Regions from separate parts of the Rattus norvegicus genome. Here region 2 is linked to region 1. A link is a contact called in public Hi-C data. All regions are on one chromosome and are shown on one strand. Each heading gives the region's core, a stretch centred on a gene start, on an enhancer-like site or on the middle of the called end of the contact. The rest is flanking DNA. Distances are from core to core; before and after follow the strand shown. Region 1 overlaps Plxna4 (plexin A4). Region 2 holds the start of Plxna4 (plexin A4).

What was found. Hi-C and Micro-C count contacts between places; a contact is called where the count stands out from the background.
Region 2: a contact with region 1 is called in a Hi-C map of Schwann cells, with 6 times the contacts expected there. The contact joins the promoter of Plxna4 here to the enhancer-like site in region 1. A contact is called at or near these places in 8 of 12 Hi-C or Micro-C datasets (the A7r5 cell line, Schwann cells, frontal cortex and 4 more).

Annotation. Positions count from the first base shown.
Region 1 is chr4:62,020,201-62,027,053 of GRCr8, reverse strand. The region is part of intron 3 of Plxna4 (plexin A4); the gene reads left to right. Among named protein-coding and RNA genes, the nearest start is that of Plxna4, 110 kb to the left of the region's middle. Within about 2 kb of position 3,628, at least 25 of the 93 cell types and tissues checked have an H3K27ac peak or open chromatin away from gene starts, as enhancers often do.
Region 2 is chr4:62,127,680-62,133,685 of GRCr8, reverse strand. It overlaps Plxna4 (plexin A4), which reads left to right and starts at 4,241. Exons shown (of 32, transcript NM_001107852.3): 1 at 4,241-5,192.

The DNA.
Region 1 (6,853 bases), core at 2,379-4,878:
CTAGGAGGCACCCTCTGATTCTTTCCAAGCTCTTCACGCTTTCCGGTCAACATGCACATGTTTGACCATGCTTACCTATGCATCATGCCTAGCCTCTCCTGGAGGATTTATCCTCATAAAGAGGCATGTGGACTTGACTCATACAGACCTATAGTCATCTACCTAACCATGTAGCCCACAAATGCTCAGGACCATGCACAGACTTCTCTCTGCCACTTAAGCCTGGGGCTAGTGCCCTGGGCTCTAGCCCTCTTGGATACAGGCACCATTTCCCTTCTACTCTCTCTGAGAAATTAGCAGCCCACCACCTAATCAGTTTACCTCTGACTCGAGACCACTTTGGCCTAGAGATGATGACAGAGAACAGCTATTTAGCTGCCAAATGCTCTGACAATAGCCCAGATGGACAGCATCTCTGACATCAAGAGTGGTTTCTTCTTCCTCCAGGCTAGGGGAGGGGGTAATAGGTCTCCCACTTGGTCTTTTTCAAGTGTTTCCTGCATCTGCCTTTAATTTTCATGCCTTTTGCTTGCTGACCTTGCTTCCCAGCAGCCAGGCTAAGTGTGATTCCCATAATTAGCTTAGTGATAATTTAATCTCTGTGCTTTAAATTTGATTGTTTTTTGAGGGACTTGGGTCTGGGGATGGGAAAAGGAGACCTTTGCTTTTGAATGAACTCTTTCTCTGTCTAGAGGCAGAGGTGAAGGAAGTAGCTGGATGGGTGGGTATGGGAGGGGGACACAGTGACAGATGCTTGTGGCTTGTGGATAGATTTTGGAGGGGAAGCTGGGATGGAGTCTCTCTCTCTCTCTCTCTCTCTCTCTCTCTCTCTCTCCTTTTCTTTGTTCTCATTTCCTCATAAAAGTTCAAGGGCACGTGGGTATGTTCACACACTACACAAGAGCTGTTAGCTCAAAAAACATCTTAAAAATAGGAATGCCAAGCTTAGGGCTGAAGCTCAAGGGAAACCTTGGGTTTGATTCCCTGGCAGTGCATAAACTTGGTGCTGTGGTACCTGTTATCCCAGCACTCGGGAGATAGCAGCTGGATGAGCTAGGTTCCAGTTCCGTAGCTCAAAGGAGGAAAACAGTGCGTTCCTTGGGCTGTCATACAATCACTCTCTTAAGTCACAGAAAGATAAAGAAGAACCAGGGGTGTCGCTGAATGCCATCCCATTGTCTCCTGATTCTAGGGCACTTAGCTCTCTCTATCTAAGCATCTGCTTGGGTCTGTATCTGCAGCCCGCCATGCCTCTGAACTGTTTATAATCAAACCCGGGTGTTGTGGAAATTGTGGGACAGCTGGGAAATCTCAACTTGGTTTGTGGCTACACTTCAGGTTTGACACAAATTGGTTACACACATGTTCCAACCTTTTCCTCTTGTATGATAAAGCCATAGAATGATATTTATTTAGCATGTGTGTGCATACATGTATGTATGTGTGTGTGTATGTATGTGTGTGTGTGTGTGTGTGTGTGTGTGTGTGTTGTATTAGATGGATGTGTGCCTGTGTCTGCATAGGCCTGTGGAGGATGTCACTTGCCTTGCTCTCTACTTTATTCCCCTGAGACAGGGTCTTTTGGTGGTACTCACTGGTCTTTTGGTCAAGCTAACTGGCATGTGAGCCCACAGATCGTATTGGGACTACAGAGGTTTCTAGTCCATGCCCAGTTTTTGACTTGACTGCTGGGAATTCGAACCCATGTCCCCATGCTTACATTCCATGCCCTCTTCCCTACTGCTCAGGCCCTGCAGAATGTTTTGTGATATGGCAGGGAAAAAAAAAGGAATAAAGAAGATAGCAAATACCTCTGACTTTCTTTGTATGGTATAGCTCTAAGGAGCAACTTCAACTTTCATGGCTATGAATAGCCGTGTGAACTTGGGCGAGGTAGGACAGCAGAGTGTAGGAAGTCCTCAGAGGTCAGCATCTCCAGGGGACAATCAGAAGTTCCAAATAGATGTCTTAACCAGCCCTTATGGGACTGGGTGGGAGCGGTGTGTGTGTGTGTGTGTGTGTGTGTGTGTGTGTATCCTAGGGAAGAAGAGACCACATGACTTCAGCTGAGCAGCCCTGAGTTCCTGTGGCAGGGCCACATTGTGCTTGGAGCCAACGACTTGGGAGAAGGAGGCAGGCAGAGCTCATGCAGCTGAGATGCTAGGCTCCCTCCTCCACTTCCTGCAGTCCGGAAACAAGGCCTTAGATTTATGAGCTAACGTTTAATTAAGAGAGCACAAAAAATTATCTCCTTTTGACTTTTAAGGATAAATGCAGAACAATCCAAACTAATTTTATTTCTTCTCCCAAAACTTCAAGATCCCAGGTGGTATGACCTTGACACAGTGTTGACCGTTCTCCTGTTCTTTACCTCTGTGCTTGACCCTGTGGGCCCTTTTCTGCTGGCTGAACTGTCTGTGCTAGAACTCATCCTGGCTTTCCATCTTGCCACCTTTCTCTGTGACTTTGAACTCTTCACTTGAAAATGTGCTGTCCATCCTATTCTCATGCCTGTGGCATTTTCCTCTCTTTTGTAACATTGCTTACATTGCCCCTGGCAGAAGGGCTTAGAGTTTGGTGGTCACCCCAACTTCTCAGTGTGTTTTGATTTCTCTGACAGCCCCTCAATTATGTGTCCTGGGTGTTTCCTAGGAATGGCATTGATCAAACCAAAGGCCTTTTGTTCTTGGAAATTGATTTCCTCTAATGTGACTGAAATCAACATGGGGGTGGCCCTGGTGTGTTTAGAAGTAAGCCTGGCCTTTCTTATGTGACAACATTTATTTCCCATCACTTCTCATCACCTTTAATAGCATAATATGGATTGCACTTTAGGGTGTGACCTACCTTCTGAAAGTAGCTGTTTATTTTGTCCCTTTTATCAAGAGTCAAGTCCATTCTCCTGAGAGACTTTTATGCTGTCCTCCATCAGAAGAGTTTGTGGTTGCAGAGGTAGGAGATAAGAAACCTCACCCCAGTTGAAGAACCTTCCTGGCATCATGTCCCAGTGGTTAGAACCCTTGTAAATGGTTTTACAGGATTGGCAGGTCAAAAACCTAACCATGAAACACACTAAAAAACCTTGGGGGAGCTGATGAGCAAGTCACCAGCAGGGCAAGCCAGAGACCCCAGCTCAGAGCCACAGAAAGGGAAGCTTATATCAGTGGAAGAACTTAAAAGTTTTGCACTTGTGACAAATTTTCCATTCTTTTCTGTACAAGGACAAGGGCAATTGACCCCTTTGTTGGGCTTGTGTTATTGGCAGGAGGCAGAGGCAATGGGCTCCAGCCACTTCTGCCTTCTGCCCACTGTTGTATCTATAAATACTCCACAACATATAATGTCCTGATGAGGTGGGGAGGAACTGGCTGGGACATCGGCCATATCTCTGCAGTGAGGATGCTTGGCACTGCTTGCTGTTTATCTAGATCTTAATCGTGCTGATCATCTGTGGACTTGCTGTGAGTCTTCAGCTCTATGTGCCCAGGGCTAGGAGACCATGGGAAGATCAGAGTATCCATGTCTGGTGTCCTTCAGCCTGCCACCTGCTGGCCACACTCTAGCCACTCCTCCTCATGGGCTTAGTGTCCCTCTAAGGGGGACTTTTTGCCTGCCACCTATGTTGTAGGGGCCAGTAGTGTCTGTCACTTCTCAGCTTGTCCAAGTGATGTTTCCCTGAGCACTCTGAGGCCCCGAGGCTGTTCTGCAAGATGAGATCATTGGTGCTAAATTTATCTCTGCTGACAGCCCGGAACTGGGTTCCAGGGCCCCTAGCTGGCTTGGGAGGTAGTCAGCTAGGCGGGGGATGGGCAAATCTCCAGAATGATCTGCCCCAGCTTTTTGCTGTGATCACTGTTGTCTGGTGAGAGGAGCTTTCCTTCTTCCTTAGACAATTCTTCTTGGTGTCTTCTTGTCCCACAGGGTTCTCTGTATCAAACATTTGCTTTTTTACCCATAGCAGATCTTGGCAACTTAGAGGATCAGTTTGAAACTTAGGATAAGATGATACAGAAGAAATTGAAAACAAAACAAAACAACAAAACTAAAATAAAAAGTCTATGATATAGGGAGAAGGGCAGGTGTGAGGGACCCTTTAGAGATGGGTACTTCTGGTTGGAACAACTGACCAGGATAAACATTGAAACTAACAAGCAAGAGTCAGTGAGGAAAATATTTCTGAGCACGATCTGGCTTTGTGCTTACAAAGACCTTTCTGTAGTCCAAGAAAAAGAAATGAAAATATGGAAAAAATTGTTAAAAGTAAATATGTGGGAAGGGAAGTGAATCTGCTGAGGGAAGAAATGCCAGGTTGGCTCCTGACCTCTTGGGAGAGGGGCTTAAAGCTTGAGCTTTCTACTAAGCATAGGTGCTGAGAAACCCATGCCCACACTCGTGGCTTCGATGCTTGGCTCTTCAGACGAAGTTTGAAATGCTGTAGGTATGTCCTGCTGGGTGGTTTAAGATGACACAGTATGTTTAAGAGTCTGAAAAATAAACAAGCAAGCAAATAACAGGGTAGGTAGTGCTGACCAAGGTGAGCCAGCACGCACGCACGCACACGTCCTGCTTTGATCTTGTCTGCACACAGTCAGTTGGGAGGCTAACTCAGGAAGGGTGGTCTGTGACTGAGATCAGAGGGTAAGAGTTCTGTTCCTCCTATCCCTCTCCCTATTTTGACAAATACTTTAGAGTCCCGGGAGTTGGTAACAAGAGCTGGTGGGTCCTTTAACAAACCAGAGCCCCATGAACTGGGTGGGAAGATAGGACTCTGCTTCCTGCTGGGGGCTAAATGAGAGCTAACCCCTAGATCATCCCTAGGAGTTCCAGGAGAGGCAGAAGAGCAGAACTTTCAGGGGAGTCCAAGGACAAGGAGAGGGTAGGACCTGCCTCACCATGGACTAGCAATATGTTAGTTTCCCACTGCTCTTAATACATTTCAGGGGCTTACTGAGTTAAGGTCAATGTTATTGTCTTGTTGCCTAGAGGTCAGAATGCCACACAGGTGTCACTGGGGAAAAACTAAGGGGCTAGCAGGACTTCATTTCTATCTAGAAGTTTTTGAGGACAATCTGTTTTCTGGCCTGTACTCCTGTTGGAGGCCCTCATATTCCTTGGCTAGAGCTGTCTTGCTCCATCCCGAAAGCCAGCAGCATTACGTCTCTCCTGTTTTCTTCCATTGCCTTGACTCCCTGTGACTGCAGCCAGGAAAAGGCCTTTGCTTTTATGCCCTGATGTGATCTAAGCATGCCAGTTATTTAGGGTACTCTCCCCACCTCAAGGTCCTTAACCTTGTCACCTTCTAAGTCCCCTTTGATAGGTCAGGTGACATAGTCTGTAGATCAGAGAGACCAAAGGAATCAAGAGTCTTCTCACCCCAAGCAAAGCGTCCTATACAATCCCTGAAGAATTGCCAATGAGAGTGTGAGGTTGGACATCTCAGGGACAGGCTTGAGGAACAGAGAGCCAGTGGGCTAAATTTTTACAGAGTCTGAGGATCCTGCCAAATTTTCTGTGGTTCCCAAGTATAGTACTTGCGGTTCTCTGATCGAAGCTAGATGGGAGAAGGCTACCCCAAGTTTTTGAGCCATGCAAGCCACCCTAGTTGAACCACTGGTTCTGGTCTCTATGTTAGGCATTGAGCAAGAGAGCTCTACCTCTGTCAGCCTTTCAGTCTCATCAACTGGACTGGAGGTTTCACTGTATGTAGGACTGAAGGCTTTCTCTTGGAGTCCAGGAGAGATCTTGTAGGAACATTTTCCACTAAGTGAGACACAGCGTATTAGATCACCAAATGTTTCACTTCTTGAGAGGCAGACAGAGCATGTGGAAGACCCTGTGCAAGTATATCGGAACAAAGACTCGGGGCTACTTTCTTATTGAAAGTATGCCCTCTCCTCTACTTTGTCACTGAGCTCTGTTTGGGGGATGGGTAAGTACCCCTGAGAAGTTGTGGATATAGACTTCAATCACTAGAGTGGAGACTAACTCTGTGCTGCCAGGTAAGCCCACCACAGAGGCCAGTTCTGCTACAGAGGCGGGGACCACTTTTATTCACTCAGGGCTGGGAAAGGGAAGAGAGGAGATGGAACACAAAACCAGAAAGCAGCTGCCATCCATTGGGTCCTGTGCCACAAACCCTAAGGATTTCATAGCAGCCCCTCGAGGTGAGCGGCCTTGCTCCAGCTCTCATGAGGAAGATACTTTACATGCAGGGTAGTCACATGCATGTTTGTGTACAATCTTCAAGACCCATATCCTTTTGTGGACAAGGTAGGGGAGGAGGAGATGGAGCTCACAGCCCAGAATGGCTTTACATTAAAAGCCACTTTTTTGTAGATCAAGTTTGGAGCATAGAAGGAAGTCATTGGTACCAATCCCTCAGGTAGGCCTCCAAGCTGGATATTCTGGGCCTCTCAGGGTTTTCTGAGCTTCACGGAGAGGCCTTTTCTCTCAGTGCTGGTTGAAGGCCCTGGACTGTAGCCATGGTTTCTGTACTCACAAGACTAAGTATACTCCATTTCGGTCAGGCTCATGGAAATGAGCATCTGACATGTTATGTAATTTCTTCTCCCCTCAAATGTGTAACACTGTGTGCATAAATAGAGTGTCCGTGTGTATGTGTGTAGGGGAGGTTGTTCCTGGAAAAGCTCAAGGGGACCTGCCTGCTGTTTTTAGCCAGTTATTTTCAGCCTTTCCCTGCCTTTCTTCTCCTCTCCCTCTGTCTCTATCACTTCTGTGGTAAAAGGTGCAGAAGTCACCAGTGGCTTAGTCTTGAAAGGAGCCTTACAAGCGTTGCTGGCGCTTCCAGCCACCTCTGCCATTTTTTCTTTTGTACATCACCCCATGACTTCCC
Region 2 (6,006 bases), core at 2,992-5,491, 110 kb before region 1:
TCCTCTAACTCGTCACTTTTTACCACCGGAATGGGAATGATACGTCTGCCAGTTGGTCAAGAGAGAATGCTGCAGAGCAGAGAGTGGATCAAGGAGGCTATGGAGGAGAGGGGGAACACTGGGACCATGGTTGAGGGACATAGGAGCTGCTTCTAGGCCCAGAGGATCAAGATCCCCTGTGTCCGTGCACATGTGTGGTCAGATGAGGGGCGTCCTCCTTACCTTTGCACATCCCCCTGTGGTCTAGCAGTCCATGGCAGAGCTGCCACACTGGCTGTGAACAGTAGTATAGCCAGAAAGAGGTGTCTTTAAGAAGCCACCGCATGGCTGGAAATGTCAAGATGTTTTTCCACCAAGTGACTCATGGAGGAGACCCAAAGGGAGCTGACAGTGGTGGCCAAAGCATTAGATGAGTAGAGGGGAGTGAGGTTCAGATGTTAGTATCTGCAGTCTTTTATACTTGTGGGCTGGTGAAACAGGCAGGAGCTGTTTGGGTCCTAAGACTATCACTACTATGGCGACAAGGATGATCCGTCCCCACTTTCACAAGGGAAACCATTTCTCTGTGCAACGGTTCAGTACCTGGAAGATAGACCCGTGGACTGAGAATCTGTAAATTGGCCGTTAATCTTTGAAATAGTAGTTTCTAAGAAATACCCACATTGAAGACTGCTGGAGTGTCTGGAGGAGGCCATCTGGTGACACACCCTGATAGCAGGGGTCCCTTCTGTCTGCCTGCAACTCTGTCCTGACCTTGGTAGTTTGGGGAAGCCAGAAACTGTCCTCAGTTAGATTTGGGATAAAGTCGATAATTATGCTCTCCTGCAGGTGGCGCCACAATGTAGGTTTTCAAGCAGACTTAGGCTAGAGGGTTTTTATCCTGAGCATAGAGCAGGACCCGGCTCTGGGACCGCTCTTGTGGCAAAGAAGTCCCTGCAGCACCACCAGGCTCAGGTAATTTGTTTAGTAAACAAACCTGGCCTTTATCAATGAAAATCGCGACCCTGGTCTTAAGCTGATGAAATAATGGTAGCGAAGGGTAGGGGAAGTTAGGAGTCTTCTCTCTCCCCTTAAACATGGGCCTTTTAGTCATCTATCACGAGAGACAAGCCAGTCTGCTTCTCCCAAAATCTGGCAAAGAACCACAGCCAAAATCTCACAAAAATAGCTTCTTTAGAAAACAGGGCTCTATGAAACAATATGCCATTTAACTTCTCCCTCTTGTGGCCAAGGGACCAGACGCTGACCTACCCAGCTCTGCCACCAGGCCAGGGATATACAGCTAGTGACTCACAGACCAGTCGTGGGTAGAGAACAGCTAGACTGCCCAGCGTATGTCTCTCTTCACCCTTCCTCACTGGTGGGGGCGGTAGGGGTGTGAGAGCTAAGAGGGATCATAGCAAGTGCAGAAGCGTGAGCTGGACCGTTGCACGAAGCTGCTTCTCCCAGACTATTGATTCATGGGGAAGAATCAGGAAAGCAAAGGGCCTGCCTACACCTGCGCTCCCCCTTGCGCCGCCCCCCTCCCCCGCATTGTACCACTGGAGAAAGAAGCTACTTTCCTACGACAGGGGTTGCAGATTCCTTTCACCTGCACTGTGTTGCGTTGGAGTTTCAAATCCTGCCCGTGGGGGTTGTATTTCTTGTGAATGCCCCTGCAACTAGAAGGCGTAAATGCGGCAGGCAAGCGAGGGAATGCCACGCAAGTACACGACCTGTGTGAAATGATGGTGGCGGTCAATAGCAAAGTCAAGGATGAAGATGGTCTACCTTACCCCTGCCCCCACCGCCTCATCCTAGACTCGAAGAAACTGTCAACAGGCCATCGGGTCTCTTGCTGTGGCTAGTCTGACCCTTTCTGCTATTCTTACAATGGTAGGAAGCTGTCACTGTTTCCAGCCTGCCTTCCTCCTGGGGCATTCAATAGAAGCCGAGAAAGGAAAAGGCAGCATGGGGAAGGTCCTATTAAGAACGGGAGGACGGGCAGGGGCTGCACCTGCCCTTTGTTGGTCCAGCTTTCCGCCATTCTTTTCCTGTCACTGGCCTCTGTCATTACTCTTCAGGTGCCACATGATGCTCATCCCTCTGAATGAAAACAAATGATACCACATGCTACGCAGGAGATAAAGAACAATACACATATTTTGTTTGCTACCCCTGGGGAAAAAATTCTTTGACTTCCGGTCCATCTATCAGGAGACACACACACACACACACACACACACACACACACACGAGACAAGGGGCAGGGAAGACAAAACTAGGAGCTATTACAAACTCTTGCTGGGATGATTGGCTGAGAAGGGTTTAGAGTCAGTTCTCACTTCCTTCCTCTCCCTTTGAGCATTTTTACAGAAGTCCCCTACAGCTGACAATTGGGTTCGAACAGATCTCCTGTACGCTTTAGTGAAGCGTAGTATTTAAGTAGCCTGTTGGGATTTTCTGTAGGACTTTCCAGGCTTTCGCTTCTAGGGTGAGCCTGCTATGATGGTGCCATGTGCTGGTTTCAGAGGACACTCTTATGAGAGAGTTTAGGCCCAGGTGAGGCAAGTCTTGCGGAGACCTTTGGGGACCACTTCCTTTGATTTTGCATGTGGAGTGTCTCTGAGGCATCATGTTAGACAGACACTTGGCTCCAGGGCTCCCTTAGTTCTGGAAGGAAGTCAAAGCAGCAGCAACATGGAATTAATGTTATGTGTTTCTCTAACTTGATATTGTGTGCTTTATCTCAGGTCTGGGATCCAGTGTTTCAGAGACGAGTGGAGCCAGATCAATGTATTAAAGGGAGCTAATGAGATAACCCTTGCTGTTTTCTGGGCCACACAATGCTCGGCGAACAACCAGAGCCTACACCAGGGCTCCATGCTGTCTCCTGGAACACCCTTTAACTAGAGAAATGTCTGGCTTCTTCATGCTTACACTTGATTCATTGCCTCCTTCTGGTGAGAGCACTTTCAACAAGGTCCTGGGTGGGTAAGTCGAACCCGACCCACGTGTGCTACCTGCCCCGGGGCTTGTCTACCTTGTCATCTCATAGCTCCCTTCAGAATCTACCCAGTTTATAACTTTGATTTCTGTGAAAATATAACCCCTATATATAGGAATTTATACCGCAGTTAACACGCTCCTAATAAGCAGGTTCTGAGAGGTTTGGTTGGGAGGGACAGTTATTCACAGGAAGTTACTGAGGTTGAGGAAAGTTAAGTTGAAGAAGTAGCATGGGAGAGTGGGTTAGAAACCCCAAACCATTGTCTTGAAAGGTCTTCCTTTGATGAATGGCTAGTCTTCCTGGACATGGCTGACAGTGCCATTTTCTTGAGCTTAGCATACAAGGTTGGGTGGACAAGTAGGTGTGCATCCTTTGAAAAATTGTTTTATTTTTATTTATTTGTTTTGATGGTTGGCCCATTAATGGGGGGAGGTCTTTGTAGAGATATTCTAAGTAGTTCTGCCTACTTCCTGTCCTCACCTGTACCTTGTATCCTGTCTGCCTGCCAGATGCTGTTTCAACTTAAGCAACTTCAGGATTTCTTCCTTCTGACTTCTGAAAGTACTCTGACGTTAGCAATGTCTGGGTTGTGTTTGGGACATGACCCAGGACCTAGGGCTTCAGAGTTAGAGAAGCAAGGTCAGCTCTGGACAGATCAGGTTACCCAGCAAGCTCTGTGGCATTGGCCATTTATTTCTGTCCCAGGACTAGAAGAAACCTTGGACTTGGGCATCCTCTAGTGCTCTGTGTAGGATTACCTTGGTTGGTGGGGTTGGACGAGGATTCTAGGTTGAGAGTGGATATATGTTTGGTTGGTGTCTGTTAGGAACACACAGAAGTGCCTCTGACCACCTACACCCACATGCCTGTTTGGGAGTATGCTCCAATCCAAGTGCACTTGGTGCCACCATATATGCACCACTCTGCCCTGTGTCTCCATCGCCAGGGTGGTTCGAGAAAGTCATGAAGACCCAGGGCACCCCCTTCTGCAGAAGTCCACGTTGGGGAAACCGGGCAGGCCAGTGGCGGCAGCGTGCGGGGAAGCGCCCCCTGCCCCCTCTGCCGGCCGCTCTACCTGGGTCTAGATGTCAGCCGCGAGCTCCGAGCCAGCTAGCGAGCCAGAGAGGGAGCGGCGGCGGCGGCGGCGGCAGCGGCGGCGGCGGCGGCGGGCCGCGGGCGGCGGGGAGGGGAGGAGGCGAGGAGAGGGAGGGAGGAAGGGAAGCAGGGAGGGCGGGAGGGAGGAGAGGAGGACCCAGAGAGCGCCAGGCAGCTGGAGTTTTGCAGCGCTTGGCCGGGCTTCAATGCACAGCAGCAGCGAGCCGCGGCGGCAGCAGGCAGCCCGGGAGCTCCGGCGGCGGCCGAGCCAGAGGCGGCCCCGCTCCCTGCCCCCTGCAAACTTTGCTAGCAGTCCGCCCGGGGGGCCGGGGACGCGCCTGGGAGGCTCGGCTTGGACCACGGCCGCACTCTTGGCCGCCGCAGCGCTAGCCGCCGCCGTCGCTGCTACCACCGCAGCTCCGCGCCTCCCCAGGGAGCTGCTGGCGGCTTCCGAGGCCCCCCAGCCCCGGCCCCTGGGCACTGCCCGGCTAGTCCCCGGCCAGGGGTGGGAGCAACAGCGGCGCAGTCAGCCCTGGGCTGCCAGGGGGTGGCCGTCACTGCCCAGGGAGACGCGCAGAGGCTCGCAGAGCGCTCCCCGGCGGGTCCCCAACGTACTCGCCGCCGCGCCCGGGCAGCGGCCCGACCCGGCTAGCATGGGCGGCGCGGAGTGACGCCGCCGTGCCCGCTTGGCATCAAGGACATTCAGCCCGCGGGGGTGGGGACGAAGGGGGGCAGCCCCGCGTCGCCGCCGCAGCCCCTGAGAGCCACCGCTGTCGTTGCTTGGGCTCCGGGGCTGGATGGAGGATAGGGGTGCTTGGAATTGATCTACATTTTCTGACCTTTTTGTTGGACATTACGCCCACCTTGGACGCTGCAAGAGGAGCTGTCAAGCCCGGCAGGCTCTGATTTGGCCCCCTCCGTTTTTCTCTGCTGCTCGTGGCTTCCCCGTGCCTTGGTGGAGTATTTGCGTTCGGGGCTGGGGCTGGAGGAGGCAGCCACACGCGCGCACACGCACACGTTCAGAGGAGGGCGAGAGGCAGCGGTACAGGCACCATCTGCAGTGTCAATGCGGCGCTGGGGCTGAAGGAGGGAAACGCCGCGCTTCCAGGTAAGGAGCCGCCGGCCGGGCGCAGGGCCAGCTGGGCAGAGCGGGCGGAGGTGCCGAGTCCGGTCCCGGAGTCCTCATCTGCTCCGAGGCAGCCCACTACACACACACACACACACACACACACACACACACACACACACACACACGCAAAACACAAATCGCGTGCGCGCACACACACATACACACACACATGCACACACTGCGCTCACGCACCTGCCCACGTCCCACCTGGACACCCGCGTAGGTGCATCGCAGTCGGAGCAGGGATTTCCCGTGTTCTTCTCCTTTCCGGACCTAGACTTCTCTTCCCCAGGACTTTCAGGGTGGGATTCAGTTAAATGACTGACTCTCCTATCCAGCCTGGTAGCATGAGGGAGCGATTTTGCTGTTTCTAGTTCCTTTCATTTCCTAACTGGTTTTTATAAGACAGGAGAAGTCATGGGAGGTCTTACGAGACCCGCCCAGTGCAATTGTCCCCTTAGCTTTTTTTGAATACTCGGAGATTTTTTCCCCTTTCTTTCTTTTCTTTTTTTTTTTTTTAAATAGGAGAAAGGCAGAGAGATATTGAAAGGGCAGAGATCTAGAGATCTTGGTGACCGGGCGCCTGGGAGGAGGCCACATAGGCAACTGGGGCTGCAGTTCTGTAGGGCGGCGCATAAGGAACAGACTCTGCGATTCCCCGGTAAAGGCAGCACACACGCCTTTCCGAAGCGTGGCACTGCTTCCCCGGAATGCGCTGGGATTTCAGGCAGGGAGGGGCTTTGACATCAAAGCTAGAGGAGTGTTCCTTGTCTAGGGAGGATGCTGCGGTCCT